Linked DNA regions of Gasterosteus aculeatus: region 2 is linked to region 1. The links are chromatin contacts, called in public Hi-C maps. All regions are on one chromosome and are shown on one strand. Each heading gives the region's core, a stretch centred on a gene start, on an enhancer-like site or on the middle of the called end of the contact. The rest is flanking DNA. Distances are from core to core; before and after follow the strand shown.

What was found. Hi-C and Micro-C count contacts between places; a contact is called where the count stands out from the background.
Region 2: a Hi-C map of skeletal muscle shows a contact between it and region 1, with 5 times the contacts expected there. The contact joins the promoter of cdkn1cb here to the enhancer-like site in region 1. A contact is called at or near these places in 2 of 6 Hi-C or Micro-C datasets (both in skeletal muscle).

The regions. Positions count from the first base shown.
Region 1 is chrX:21,382,382-21,389,457 of fGasAcu3.hap1.1, reverse strand. It overlaps ankrd26 (ankyrin repeat domain 26), which reads right to left. Exons shown (of 41, transcript XM_078082942.1): 27 at 7,050-7,076; 28 at 6,340-6,802; 29 at 5,722-6,227; 30 at 5,461-5,613; 31 at 5,101-5,276; 32 at 4,067-4,160; 33 at 3,478-3,555; 34 at 2,692-2,826; 35 at 1,985-2,097; 36 at 861-1,008; 37 at 163-453. Among protein-coding and RNA genes, the nearest start is that of LOC120808869, 17 kb to the left of the region's middle. Within about 2 kb of position 1,812, at least 2 of the 9 cell types and tissues checked have open chromatin away from gene starts, as enhancers often do.
Region 2 is chrX:21,443,315-21,450,243 of fGasAcu3.hap1.1, reverse strand. cdkn1cb (cyclin dependent kinase inhibitor 1Cb) reads right to left here and starts at 4,398. Exons shown (of 3, transcript XM_040163668.2): 1 at 3,613-4,398; 2 at 3,387-3,504; 3 at 2,256-2,949. The coding sequence starts at 4,144. The coding sequence ends at 3,389.

The sequences.
Region 1 (7,076 bases), core at 563-3,062:
ATGTCCGTAAACACACAAGTCATTTATTTAGTCAATTATTCATTATTCTGATTGCAGTCTGTTAATCCTTTCTTGATGTTTCTTTTATATTTATGTTGTGTAAATGGGGCAGTGCGATATTTTCTCAGCTGTGGACTCCCTTCACATTAATCCATAAAATACCTGCAGGAAGATGTTGACCTGCTCCAGTTTCTGGTTTATTTCCTGGCGGGCCCGCTCCTCTGCATCCTGGCGAACCCGCTCCACCTGGCTCTGGTCCATCTGAGAGGCCTCCATGCGGCGTCTCAGGTCCAGTACTTCCTCCTCCAGCTGCCTCCTGCTCCTCTCCAGTTGGTCATTACTGCAGCTCAAGCTCTTCAGGGAGGCCAGCTGGTCCGTGAGGTCGCTGTTCGCCTTCTCCAGCTGGCTGCGACGGGAGCCTTCCTTCTTCAGCTGCAGCTGCAGATCGTCCAGCTGGTGACATGAAAAATAATGAATAATAATAATAAAATAATAATGATGCCATCATATTTTATTAGATTAATGTCTAAAGCTAATCATGAGTTTAATTCTGAGGACGTTTCATGACACCAGCTGTGTGGGAACCATCTGAGCAGAAGAATCTCAGAGCACCTCTTCTCTTTGGTCCCATTTGTCTTGCATTTGCATAACACGGCTGCGTGGAGGAAGGAGAAGGTGTGAACGTCTCCAGCCATCGTCCTAAATCTAATCAAACATCTGTTGTAGGCACCTTGAGTCTCCCTTTGGGTCTGGGACCTCCTTGCCTGCCTCCACAAGAGACTTCAGAACTGATTCCTGATTGCACGAAAAAATCTTCCACTACAACACCCAAATCGCAGTGGTTCACCACACGGACGGACCCTTTCTTTCATTAGTCCGAAGGCCCCCTCGGCCTGGCCCTGCCGGCCTTGGTCCGTCTGTAGGCCGCTGATAGGAGAGCCGTACTCCGCTCCACCGGTTTCCTGATCCCGCAACTTCTTCTTTGCAGTCTTCAATAAAGTACGAAACCTATAACAAATTCACAAATACTAGAATTAAATTAAAAAAAACTGTGAGTAACTATTACAAACCTATCTTTTCAACCAAAAATTGAAAAAGTTGAGAATATGCATGCATTTCTCAATGTCAACTTAACTCAAAATATGCAGTTTAACCATGATTCCAAACTGTTTAATTATTCACCTACTAAACGTAGTTGCAACCAGTTTTGACTAAATGTAACTCATATATACCAACGGTGAAAATATCTGATACAAAAAAACTAAAAAAGAAAATCTCAGAATAAGGAACGTCAAAGAATAACCCACACAACACAGTAGCGTAGTAGTAGTTGAGTTAGAAATGTAGATTATCTTTTCGGTTTGTGTTTTCAGATGTCGGTTTGTTAATAATTAATTCCTTTAGATGTGTGTGAATTTTATTTTTATGGAGGTGTTTTCATATTTGTTATATTTCCCCCTCTGAATATGCCGCATCCCCTTTTTGCTGTGGCCCCGTCTTACCGCCACAATGGCGTTTTGTTTGTGAAGGTAAGTCGTGTGGTGATAATGTCGCTGTAATGTTTGGGATGTATGAGAATCATTATGGTGAATGGACTGTATGGTTTTGTTTGTGGTTAAACAACAGTGTTGGGAGACACATGAGCGGTGCAGAGAGAGCAAGTTATCTGTCTGTTCCCCGTGCACGTGGCAATAAACAAGAAAAATCCCTCCTTGGAGTCATTTCAATCGCATGCCTGAACACATCTGTTACATTAGCACACAAATACCAGACAAACAGACTCCAGGGACTTGTTCTGCATCGATGAGTACAGTTAGACACAACTGAGACCCTTACAACAGTTGCACATTGGTTCACCACAGAAGCCGGGCAAGGGTGCACACTACTGGATGGTAGGTGGGTCTCAATAGTAGGAGGGGGGGGGGGGGGGGGTGCTGCCGTGGGTGAGGAGGAGGAGGAGGAGGAGGAGGAGGCTAGGAGTCACCTGTACATTTCTTTTTGAAGGTCTGTGTTTCTATTCATCTCCTGATCCAGCCGGATGTCTACAGCCTTCTTCTGCTCCGCTATTTTCTTGGCTTTCTTCTTTTCTATTTCCATCTGAAACACAACAAGGCAACAAGTCTTGACAGCCAAACCACGGCTAATTGTACCATCAGGAGGGAAAGTGCTTTCCTCTCTCCACTGGTTTCCGGTTAGGTTCAGAATTGATTTTAAGAATATTTTATTAGTTTTTAAGTCTCTGCATAGACTGCTCCCAGAATATTTATCCAGCCATATTAATGTGCATCAACCCTCCAGAGCCCTGAGGTCAGCTGACTAGTTGGTTCTGAACGTTCCTGGGTCGTTCCTCAAAACGGAAGGAGATGGAGCCTTCGCAGTAGCGGCTCCCAGACTGTGGAACGCTTTGCCGTTTTCTGTGCGTTCTGCAACGAGCCTTTCTACTTTTAAAACTCGCCTTAAGACCCACTGGTTTACCTTTGGCTGAGTTAAGTCACCTGTATTGGATCTTTTATCTGTTTGCCTTTCACTGTTTTACTGTTTTTGCTTGTTTGTTGTTCTACTTTTGCTCGTATTGTTTATTGCTGCTGATTATTTGATCCTGTAAAGCACTTTGGCCATTGGCCTTTAAAAGTTCTATATAAATAAAGTTGACATTGACATTGAATAAAACACTAGCCTCATTATGATCACCTGGGTGCTTAGGTCTCCCTTTTCCTTTTCAAGCTCCGCCAGTCGCAGTCCTAACTTAGAGCGGCTCTTCAGCTCCTCCTCCCACAGCGCCTGAGAGTCCTGGGCCGTGTGAGACAGCGTCCCTCGCTTCTGGACCTGAGAACGAGAAAGACCCAGGTGAAAATTGAGTGAAAACTTTCACTTGGTTCTGATTTCCCAGAAAGGGTTCGGGTGTAAATCATAAGTTTCGTTGGACAACTATATATTTTTTGCTGATATAGAAAAAAATTGTATAAAGTAGATTCTTTTCAGGGGGTTTTGATCTGATATGACACAACCATCGACATTTGTATCAACAACCAAAATCAACTACAATTCGATTTGACAATTTTGTTCAGGGCCCTGTAGGAAGGAGGTGCGCCTGGACAGAAATGGGCAGACTTCCCATAGGAATTTCAAAATAAGGGCTTATCAAAGATTATATTGCTTTACACTGCTCTTCTTCAACAGTCACAGTCACAATCACAACAGTTTTGAGCAATGCTTATTTTCTTATGTCTACCATTTGATTACATGTGTAAATGTGGTTGTATTTTAAATATCTTTGCAAACAACACCCTGTAAAAAAGTTAGATTATCAACTCTTTGGTGAAGGGGAAATGTGTGACTGTTCATTTTATCAGCGTCCATTCCTCATTTGGCAGGATACTCAAATATAAAGGTTTTAGACTAGAAAACAAGATGAAAAGTAAGACATCAAAATCTAGGCTGAAGACTGTTAGTGAGGAAACAAAATATGCCACAGACCTCGCGAGTGAGTTGGTCTTCCAAATTCATCTTGTTGCTTTGGAGGTTTGAAACCAAGTCCTCCAAATGACCTCTAACCTACAGCAATAAGAAAATTATTCAAACATAGCTGAACATGCTGAACTTGTTTTTTGTTAATCATTTTGGAAACTTGAAAGAACACTAAAGGAAGTAACATCCATCATGCAGCTTGAGACAAAAAGGAGTGAGAGACCCCACATAGCAAGACGAGGCCAAAGAGAGAAAACCCCAAACCGACACAAAGCTTTTACTTTCTCTGCACGTTTGATTTCTGGACTAGGAGCTTGTGCAAACGCCCAAGTACATTTAATCTTGATTAGAGGCGATTTATACGGTGAAAAACAGAGGTAAACCCACACAGAGAAGAACTAAGCCTACATCCACAATACAAACCCCTCCTCCAGGTGCACAGTCAGATAGCTGGAAAAAGATTGAATACCTTAAAATGACTTCACTACGTAAAAGTCAGCTATTTATAAGACAACGTTTTTCTCTGTGTATCACAATCCTTAGGTATTGTATTTGTAATAAGTAGATAACCTAATTGGATTACGTTTACAACACTCACCATTGCAGACTCCTGGGCCCCTTTCTGAAGTGTCTCAATTTTGTTGGACTGTTGCTTTGCAGCAGCTTCCAGCCTGGCGTTCTCTATCTCCAGCCTGATTTCACATCACAAATACTCACAAACGGTATCCGGAAAAATGCTAGACTCGTGCATGACAATAAAAGAATCATTAAAGGGAATATATATTCCTGACACCTGCCGTGGCCCTGCTGACGCCTGCTGCTGCCATCATCACCATCATTATTATTTTAGATATTAATCATATTACTGTACTCGTAAACCAACATTACCCTCTGCTAAAGTCTCTGTGCTCTCCCTCCCCACAGGCTTCTGTGGATGGTGGTTCTATGTGATGGTGGTTCTATCTGATGGTGGTTCTATCTGATGGTGGTTCTATTTGATGGTGGTTCTATGTGATGGTGGTTTTATGTGATGGCGGTTCTATCTGATGGCGGTTCTATCTGATGGGGGTTCTATCTGATGGGGGTTCTATCTGATGGTGGTTCTATCTGATGGTCGTTCTATCTGATGGCGGTTCTATCTGATGGCGGTTCTATCTGATGGCGGTTCTATCTGATGGCGGTTCTATCTGATGGTGGTTCTATCTGATGGTGGTTCTATGTGATGGTGGTTCTATCCGATGGTGGTGGTCCCTGCAGTGGTCCTGCTGTGCGTCTGGTTTACTACTCACAGTTACTTGAATCATTCTGTCATATAGTCTCATGTATTATACATTGTTCATTCTGTACACATGACGTCATTGTAGTCTGTCCATCAGGAGACGGATCCTCCTCTGACGTTCTCCCTAAGGTTTCTTCCCTTATGGAAGAGTTTTTTCGTTTTTTGGGGAGTGTTTCCTGTGCCGATGGAGGGTTTCTGGACAGAGGATGTCGTATGTGTACAGACTGTAAAGCCCTCTGAGGCTAATTTGTAATTTGCGATTTTGGGCTCTACATAATAAAATTAATTGAATTGAATATAACGTGATCAAACTGTAATCCAAGTGCATGTGTACATAATGTGTTATTACATACTGTTGCATGGCCTCCTCCAGCTGTTTGATGGTGATCTCAGAAGCTGCCGAGGCAGACAGCGCCGCCTGGTGTCTCTGAGCAGCAGCGGCGAGTTCCTTTTCTTTCTCATCCAGAACGTTCTTCAGACAGTTGATACGTTTCTCGGCTTGCACATACTGGTCTTCGCTTTCCTCTAGCTACATGATAGGGACAACGCATCAACCTCATCAGCATCGCGCAAAGAGGATTTACCTTCAAAAACGATGTAATACCTTCAAATTTCAGCGCAGCCTAAATTGTTTGTATCATTAACACAGCCGGAATCACTAGTGTGTATGCTGTAACATGCTGCCTAAAGGTGTCAGCGTTCCCTCCTCTTACCTTTCCTTTGACCCTGTCCAAGTCTTTAAATAGACGGGCCTTCTCCTCCTCCAGGTCGTTGCGATAGCGGGTGTTGACCTCCAGGGAAGCCTCACTCATTGACAGCTTCTTGAGTGAGTCAGCCAGCTCCTGCTGCAGCTGCCTCAGACTAGTCTGTGCTCAGACACATTCCCAAGAAATCATTGATTAGAGGGGAGATCCCCAACTGGCATGTGGGCGAAAACATCAGGTAACCCTCTTATTCCAGAGTCCTCCTCTCACCTCTCTTTCGTTCTTCTCTTCCTCTAATCTGTAGATTTGATCTCGGAGATCGGCGGCCTTACTGGCGAGCTCCTTACTCCTCTCCTCCACTAGTTGTACTCGCTCTTCGCTGTCCGAGCGCAGCTGGGCCAGGATGTCGCTGAAGCGCTCTTGGGCGTCCGTCACAGCACGCTCTTTTGCGACGCCTTTGTTTTGGGCCTCCTCGAGCTGTTGCCGCAGCAGCATGCCCTCGCTCTGGGTTTGTGCCAGCCGCTCCTGCGCAGCCTCCTGGCGCGCCCCGACGCGGCCAATCTGCTCCCTCTCGGACTGCAGGGCCGACTCCAGCTCCTTGATACGTGCAGCCCCCTGGTCCTTCTCCCGCTGCAGGACCTCCAGCAAGAGGCTTTTCTCTGTCAGCTGCAGTGTGGCCCGATGAACCTCATTTTCCATGCTGTTGGCACCAGACTCCGCCCTGGCCAGCTTCTGGGACAAGCTGGTGATCGCCTCGCGTTGACTGGCTGCTTCACCTGTCCGAAAAAGGGCGTCACAGACAAGCTCCCGGATTATATCAAATTCTTATTATATTATATATTATACAATTCACCTTGGAGCTGTCCATCTATTCCTCCCACCACTGACCTGTGATTCGGTCTTTAAAACGCTGGTGTTCCTCCTTCTCCCGGAGCAGAACTCGCTCCAGGTCCGTGTGAGCTGCCATGGAGAGCTCCGCCTGCTTCACGGCTCCGGCCAGGCGGATTCGAGCAGACTCAACCTCAGAATCCAGGGTTTCGCGGGTCTGCCGCTCAATTTCCAGACGGGATGTCGCCATGGCTAACTCAGACTTGAGGGTGGTCACCTGGTTGTTGCAGTTGAAGACCGTTTGGGTCAGAGCTTCACTGTTGAGTTTGAGATCTCGCCGAACATCTTCTAGCTGCTCCTTGAGGGCCTCGTTCTCATCGGAAAGGTGGCTCTCTTTGAGACTGCTGTTGGCACGGAGACGCTCGTGGTCACTTCTCAGGGTGGTCAGCTGGTCCTGCAAAGTAACACTCTGCTGCATCAGCTCTCGCTCCCTGTCACTGGCTTCAGTGAGCTGAGACAAGGCCTGTGAACAACAACCAAAAATGTTAAGAAATTAAGATTGCCTTTTAATTTCTTCCCAAAATGTTTTAAATTAGCAGCCCCAAACTATAATATTGTTACTTAACATTTTCCAAACCGAACAGGCACCAAATGTTTTAAAGTTACAGCCACTTATAACGTAACATCAAGAGATTCAAAATGTCAAGAATATCATCGAAACAATAAACCCAAAGTAAATCAAGCTATGCCGCTAGGCTAAAGAGGACTACCTCATTGCTTTTGCTTATGTTCCTCTT
Region 2 (6,929 bases), core at 3,149-5,648, 58 kb before region 1:
AGGCCTTCATTTGTTGCTATAGGTTGAAAAAAAGAAGTGCTTTTTAGGGGAGGGTGTTAAAGGGGGTCAGGGAGCTTTAACTCGGTGACAAAGCCTCATTTGCAGGTCAATGCGACGGCACACTCGCCTCTCCTGCATCCAGCGCGCCTTTGTTCCACGTCGCCTGCGCCGATGCCAGATGGTCATGGAAAATGCTAATTCCAATGGGCGGATTTTGACTCTTTTCTATATTTAATTGCAGCCCCCGCAGATTGTCCGGTTAATTGTTGGTATTTTTTATTTTTAGTTGTTGCGTTGGTTCGCAGCCCCGAAGCCACTGTGATGCGTCTGAGACGTTTGCAATTTCACATAAAGGAGAAATAATTTGGAGGTTTACTGGTAGCTGGCAAGATTGTATCAGCAGTCATTGTGCATCAGGCAGATAGAAATAACACGCTTTGCCCAGAGGACGCATTTGGTTCAATGCTAAGATCCATTTTATTACTTAACTTGACTCTTCACGTGTTTTTATTGCTGTGATAAATTACGATCGAATTCACTCGGATTGATTCGTTCCTCTTAGTAGAGGATACAACATAATAACGCAATACTCCATCACTTTCATCAATTTCATCAATTGTATGAGTTCGATCTAAAATTGATCGAACCCAAATGAATGATGTGCGGATATAAAGTATTGATCTTTAAACGAAATAAATACTTTAAAACCTTTTTTTTAGGATGATCATTAAAAGATCGACTTTACTTTTGTTTTGTCAGTGAAAACTGCATAATCCAGATCATCCAATTAAATATAAATATATATATATATATATATATAAATATATATAACCAGCTGCAGCTGGTATTCTACTGTAGGGAGCTTGTTAATGAGGTCTACATGTTAGCATCACTTTCCTGTAAGTCCATCAGACATACAGCAGGGATACTTGTCTTTAAAGAACCTCTTTAAACATGTAAAGGTCCTTCAGGGCGTAAAAATGAACGCCTTAAAGGTCATTTTCCTTCAGACAAATATGACTTGTTATACATGGCAGTCTGATTTAGTTCAGACTTTGTGGAGAGAGAAGCTATGACCTGGGCTGCAATGGCCCAAATGAGAGAGCCGATGCGATTTAAAGTCATATTTATTGGGACAAATCGCTGCGCGGCTGTAGAGACAAATAAAGCCAGAAGTGTCCTTGAGTCCTTGAAAGTGTCCAGTCTCCAACATAGCGGGACTTCATTAAAGTAACACACAAACAGCTGTTGTCTTTAACATGTAAACTATTGAGAATTTAAACCTCTGCACTGAAAGGCCTCGCCGCTCCCCGTGGGCATATGGGCGTTAATTAGCTGGATATAGCCATAGATTAATTATCATATTTTTTGCCCATCCGTATCAATAGAGCAGCCAGACAAAGTGTCTTTTGTCCTCTGATGCAGGACATTGTGAATGGGTCTTGGCTATGTCTACATGGATTTGCCATATGGCAACAAAAAGGAAAGAATGGAGCCGGAGGGGCTTTGTGTTGGGAATCCGAACAAGGCCGTCACAGCTTATGGCTGCATGGAGCTGACAAAGTCACCCTGGCCATCAAAAGTCTCCATTTTCATCGCGACATTAAAGTCAGACAGTCAAAGCAATTGAAACCAGTGGAGGAAAAACGTTGATAACGTTGTGAAATGTGCCGTTTGTTCGTTTGGCTTCTTTCTACTAAGAGGGTGTGAATGGTTTGTTTCAATTACAAAGACTACTAGCTCTCTTTTTCCAGCTCTGGCAGGTGGCTTCCACGCCCGACGTATCCACGGCGGTGTGTGTGTGTGTGTGTGCGCGCGCGTGTGGGAGTGGGTCTTTAGAGGGCTCGTTGAGTGCGGGTGGATGTGGGGGTGTCTCCGTGCGGACAAAGCGGGGATCCAAAGGCAGCTGCTGCTTCTTTCGAGGGGCGAAAGGCTCTTTAAAGCCCGCAGCTGCCATGCGGCTCAATGCGCTTTGCCCCGTCAGGTACATGAGCCACGGGGGCAGACAGATAGGGGGCAAAGCTCGATGAAAAGTGATGTACCTGCGCCCCCCCCCCCCAACCATCCCTCACCCTCCTCCTCAACGGGAGCCTCGAACGTCTGCGCCCGCGGGGTGCGAGGCGTTTGTCTTGTGTCATATACAAAGAAATCATTTTGAAGTGATTCGTGTTTACGGATCAAATCAACAAAAACACACAAGTCAAGTGTGATTGGACTCACTGGTTTCAGAGAGAGAGAGAGACCAACAAATCGGCTTCAAGTTGCAGTGAACATTGTTTTATTCTCCTCTTTTACAGACAGAATTAGGCCACTTGTATGCAAACACAAAAAACGGCTCAGAAACACACAAAAAATTGGTTTTTCAAGTGTTGACTACTAAGCTACATGATTGCAAAACATCACAACAACACGAAATGGAAATGATAAAATAAAAACCTGCCCTTTGGCTAAATCAACAAGGCATTTAGCAAACGTAAAGAAACATAAATAAATTATAAGTTAGAATAGACTTAAAATATACATAGAAAAACAGAACAGAAATAAACAATTATTGTCTCTATAAAGCTTTACACTTTTGGCCAGTGTAGACAATTATTTTAAAGTAATTTAGGATTGCACAGATGTTAAAACATTAACACTGTCGAGTGGCTGTATGCAAAGCAACAATGGATGCTACATTTGTACTGGATAGAAGTCAAACATGTCCTCTCTCTCCTCTCCCCTTCCTCCCCAAACCGTGTCAGTCCTGAGAGTCCGGTCCGAGTGCTCCGGGCGGCGCACCGAGCCGGAGACACCGGCCGGTCGGCCTTACTTCTCCCGCACCGCCTCTCCCTCCTCCTCCTCCTCCTCCTGCTCTCTGGCGTGGAAGAAGCAGGGAGAAACATCCCCGTCTTGATCCTCGTAAAAAAATGGTATATAGTGCAAAAAATAAAATAAAAATAGAGGCACCTGAGGAAAAGAGTAGAAACACGGTCAGTTTGGTTTCATGTTTCCTTTCTAGAAACAGTCGCTCCGGAGAAGAAAGACGCGGCGCAGCTTTCCGAGGAAACCCGAGATGTGACCTCAGCGGCGGGCGTCGCCCTTTACGCGCAGCCCTTTCCCGCCACATCGTGACGCACGTCCCCCTCCCCCACCCACTGGTCTTACTACAGCTACTACTATCACTACTACTGCGATTTCGCCACCGCCCCCGCCCCCCAGATAACACCGCCTGCCTTCCTGCACTGTTTTTGCCTCACGTAATCAATTCCAATTAACGCAAACAAATGATAAGATAAGCGCGTGCTTAAAGGTGACTTTTAATAACGAACGAGCATCTAAGGAAGAAGAAGTGTCGCAGATTTAAGGACTGGAAACGGTTGACAAAATACGGTGAATCGTCTCACCTTCAACGGATCCTCTTCCGTGGGGTTTGTTCCACTGGGATCGGAGACTTGGAGAGGTGGCACGCGCTTGTATCATTGGGTTTTTTATCGGCAGCCCTCTTTCGCTTGACGAAGAAGTCTGCGGGAAACGAAGAGATACAGTTAATACACAGGAGGGAGCTTTGGACACTGAGCCCAGCCAGGAGCGCACACGGGAGGTTTCTGAAGGGGTCGCGTGTTCTTTTACCTGTGATGTGTGTGTTGTTGTCAGTAGCGGCCGCTCTCTTGCGTCTCACACACGGGACGTGTCTCTGCGCTGGCCTCCCGGAGTTGAGCGTGTCTGTGCGGTTCTCCTGGTTAACCTCACCCGGGCACGGAGCGCCGCTGCTCTCGGGCACGGCCAAGCGCTCCAGTACATCCATGTCAGGGGCCTCCGGGAGGACAGAGTCCGCCGAGGGCCTCCGCGTAACGGGCGTCTCGGCTACCTTGCTCCTTTCGTTCTGTACAGAGTCCTGATAAAACCCCGGGCTGGTATCCACGGGCACCTCTTCCCACTCGTAATCCCCCACCAGCGGGGTGTTGGCCTCGAAATTAAAGTTCCATCTCTGTTGGTCCCGTTCGGAAATCTCCCGCATTTTGTCTTTCATCTCACGGCTCAGCTCTTCGTGATCCACCGGTCCGAAGAGGTTGCGGCAGACGGTCGTGCGCCTGTGGAGAGGGAAGGTCCTGCGGGCCACCAGCCTCTCCTGCACGCTGCCCGACAACTGGACGTTGGACATCTCCAAGATCTTGCAAACCAAAGCCAAAAATACACAGATGAAGATGCCCCCTTTTTAGCTGATCGAGCCCCGTCGTGTCAGCTGTTGTGCTTTTGTTGTGTCTCTGTTCCTCCACTCTCGTCTCCGCTACAGGACTCGGTTTAAATGTACCTTCTCGGTACGGACGTGGGAGTATATAACCTACCGAAGACCCCTCAGGCAGCGAAGCCACCTCCCATTGGTGACCTGAAGCCCAACCCCCCCGAACGAAGCCCGCAGTCCCCCCACCCTGATTTCCCATCGGCCCCTGGTGCCCACTTGGCTGTGCGCCGAGCGGAGCAGGTTGCTTTTTCCTCCCAGAGAGTCGAACCTCTGAGCGGACTCGATGTCTGCGTCAAACGTCAATTTCTGGGGGATCAATTTCTTACACTAGCAGCTGCTGGTTGTGTATCGATTATCGGACTTTATTTTCCTCCTTTTTCCGCACTATTGCCACCGTATTGTGCGATCGATAATGGACTAACGGGGATCGATCGTCTTACGTTTCATTAACTTAACGGTATATTTTTTAACCACTTTTCAAATCGCAACCATGTAAAATGCTCATAGAAAAGAAACAACTTTTTAAAAGCAAAATGAATCTCGCTGGTTTCATTCTGTGTCTAGTATTGCCCCCCAGCACACACTATTTCCTCACCCATCATAATGTCACTGCGAGCTCCTCGGGTTTGTATCGGATCACACCCTTATTATGTGTGACTATTGTTCAGCCGCACCGAGTATTCGGTGTTATTCATGCAACAATATGGATTTCGTTAAATAGGCCTGCTGTACATTACATCCATTACAATCATAACCATAACCATCAGTGTCTTCAGATCAGGACGCGCCCAGTGACCTCTAGTGGCTCGAAGCCGGTACTGCACCACGAGCTGGTTGAACGTGCAAACGCATCAGCAGGAGCGTGCTGTTTACAGGACACCTTCTCGTGACACCACGCTGTCACATTGGACATGTGAGAGTTAACAAAGTCACGTAATTGTAAAGTGCAAGACCCCCCGTGGAGGGGGGCATTAGGATGGCATTGTTTGCAGCAGAGTGCCTTAATGGTTCGTTCACTCGTTGGTTCGGGAGGTTCTTTCACCCACGTGACGTTCGGTGCTCACGGCTTGGACGTGTGATTCGGCTGTAGTGATGCTGCGGATGAATCCACTGTGAAGTGTGGCAGCACCTGAGGACACATATAAGTGCTCAAGATCGGGTCATATTGTATTGATTGTATTGTATCCTGATTATTTGCACGTATAATATTGGGTTAGGACGGACAAAGACTTTTGGGAGTAGTAATATTGGAATTCATGCAGCTCATCTCGTGGCACCTTTTACATCTTTCGAATCAACATGAAATATCTTTTGTTATATTTGAAAGAGATCAAAATAGTTCAAATTTTCAAGAGTTGAAGTATGATTGCCGTCCCACCTAGTGATTATACATCATTTTAACCCCAATCATAACCCATAAAAGCAAAACAGTCAGTCTTTTTCGACCATAGGCCGTGATCTCGATGTTGTTCGTTAGCTCCCTCTAGTGGTGAGAAGTATTCACTAACATGTGGCCTTTTCCATTAGCCGATTTTAAAGCAGTGTGCAGAGAGAAGAAATTGTATCTCACAAACGATTAATTCCAGTGCTGACTTTGATGGTATTATTATTCCTCGTAAATAACAAAGTGTATTAGAGCCCATGCTGATTTACAGAAGCCGAATTAATGAGCCTGATCACAAGTGTGCTTCTGTCTCACTATCCCTGAAGAGAAAATTATCTCATTAGACACATTCAAACTGGTCACACATTTACTTTGACAAGTTGGAGTAGGACTTCTGTTCCTCACCCTCCAACAGATGTGATCAGTTAATGTTTTAAAGGCCATTAAAATGCAGGGAGGACTGCATTAGTTAATCGTTCAAAGGGAGGTTCATCCCAGAGCTTTCATTGTGGCAACGAGGACAATCAGTCAACTAGAGTGATGTCCTCCGGCCTGCCTCTCTCTGACAAATGCAGCAATATGATTCTTTTATCTCCAAACAGCCACACACACACACCTCACATGGCTCAACTTGACTGACAGGGGCCGAAGGCAACGTTCCATTAATGACCTACATGTTTTTATTCACATAGAAAACCTACCTTTACCCTTAAGCCCGGTTTGCTACAAAAGACACCCCCCTCCCCCTGTCTGGCTCCCCTCCCACCTCGTCTGAAGAAACTCATCCTTCTGATTTTAAAAATGGGCTGCGGGCATCACCACAGGCCGCCTTCAAAAGAAAGATGAATGGTAATTTGACCCCACAACCACATGCTCCACCTATACAACACTTATCTCTGCAGGCTGCACTCACGCTTGAAGTTGCCGTCGTTTTGAACCCTTGAGTGATTTCCTGAACGAGTTAGCTGCTGTTTATAGCAATTATGTGTTTCGGAATCCCATTAGACCTTACAGAAACAGCCCTTTTCCCAACAAACAGCTATAGCTATGGTTGAATGCACGTATTGTACGTCGCTTTGGATAAAAGCATCCGCTAAATGACATGTAATGTAATATAGAAAATACACAATTGTTGCATTATGTCATCAGATGAATTGACATTTGAGGCTCATTTATTAAAAAAAGACAGAATATCTAAAAGGGAAATTTGAAATATCTGATCTGAATCAATCAGGAATCAGGAAACATTTATTGCCAAAATATGTCAAACATACAAGGAATTTGTCTTGGCGGTTGGTGCGTGACAGTAGACAGTGTAAC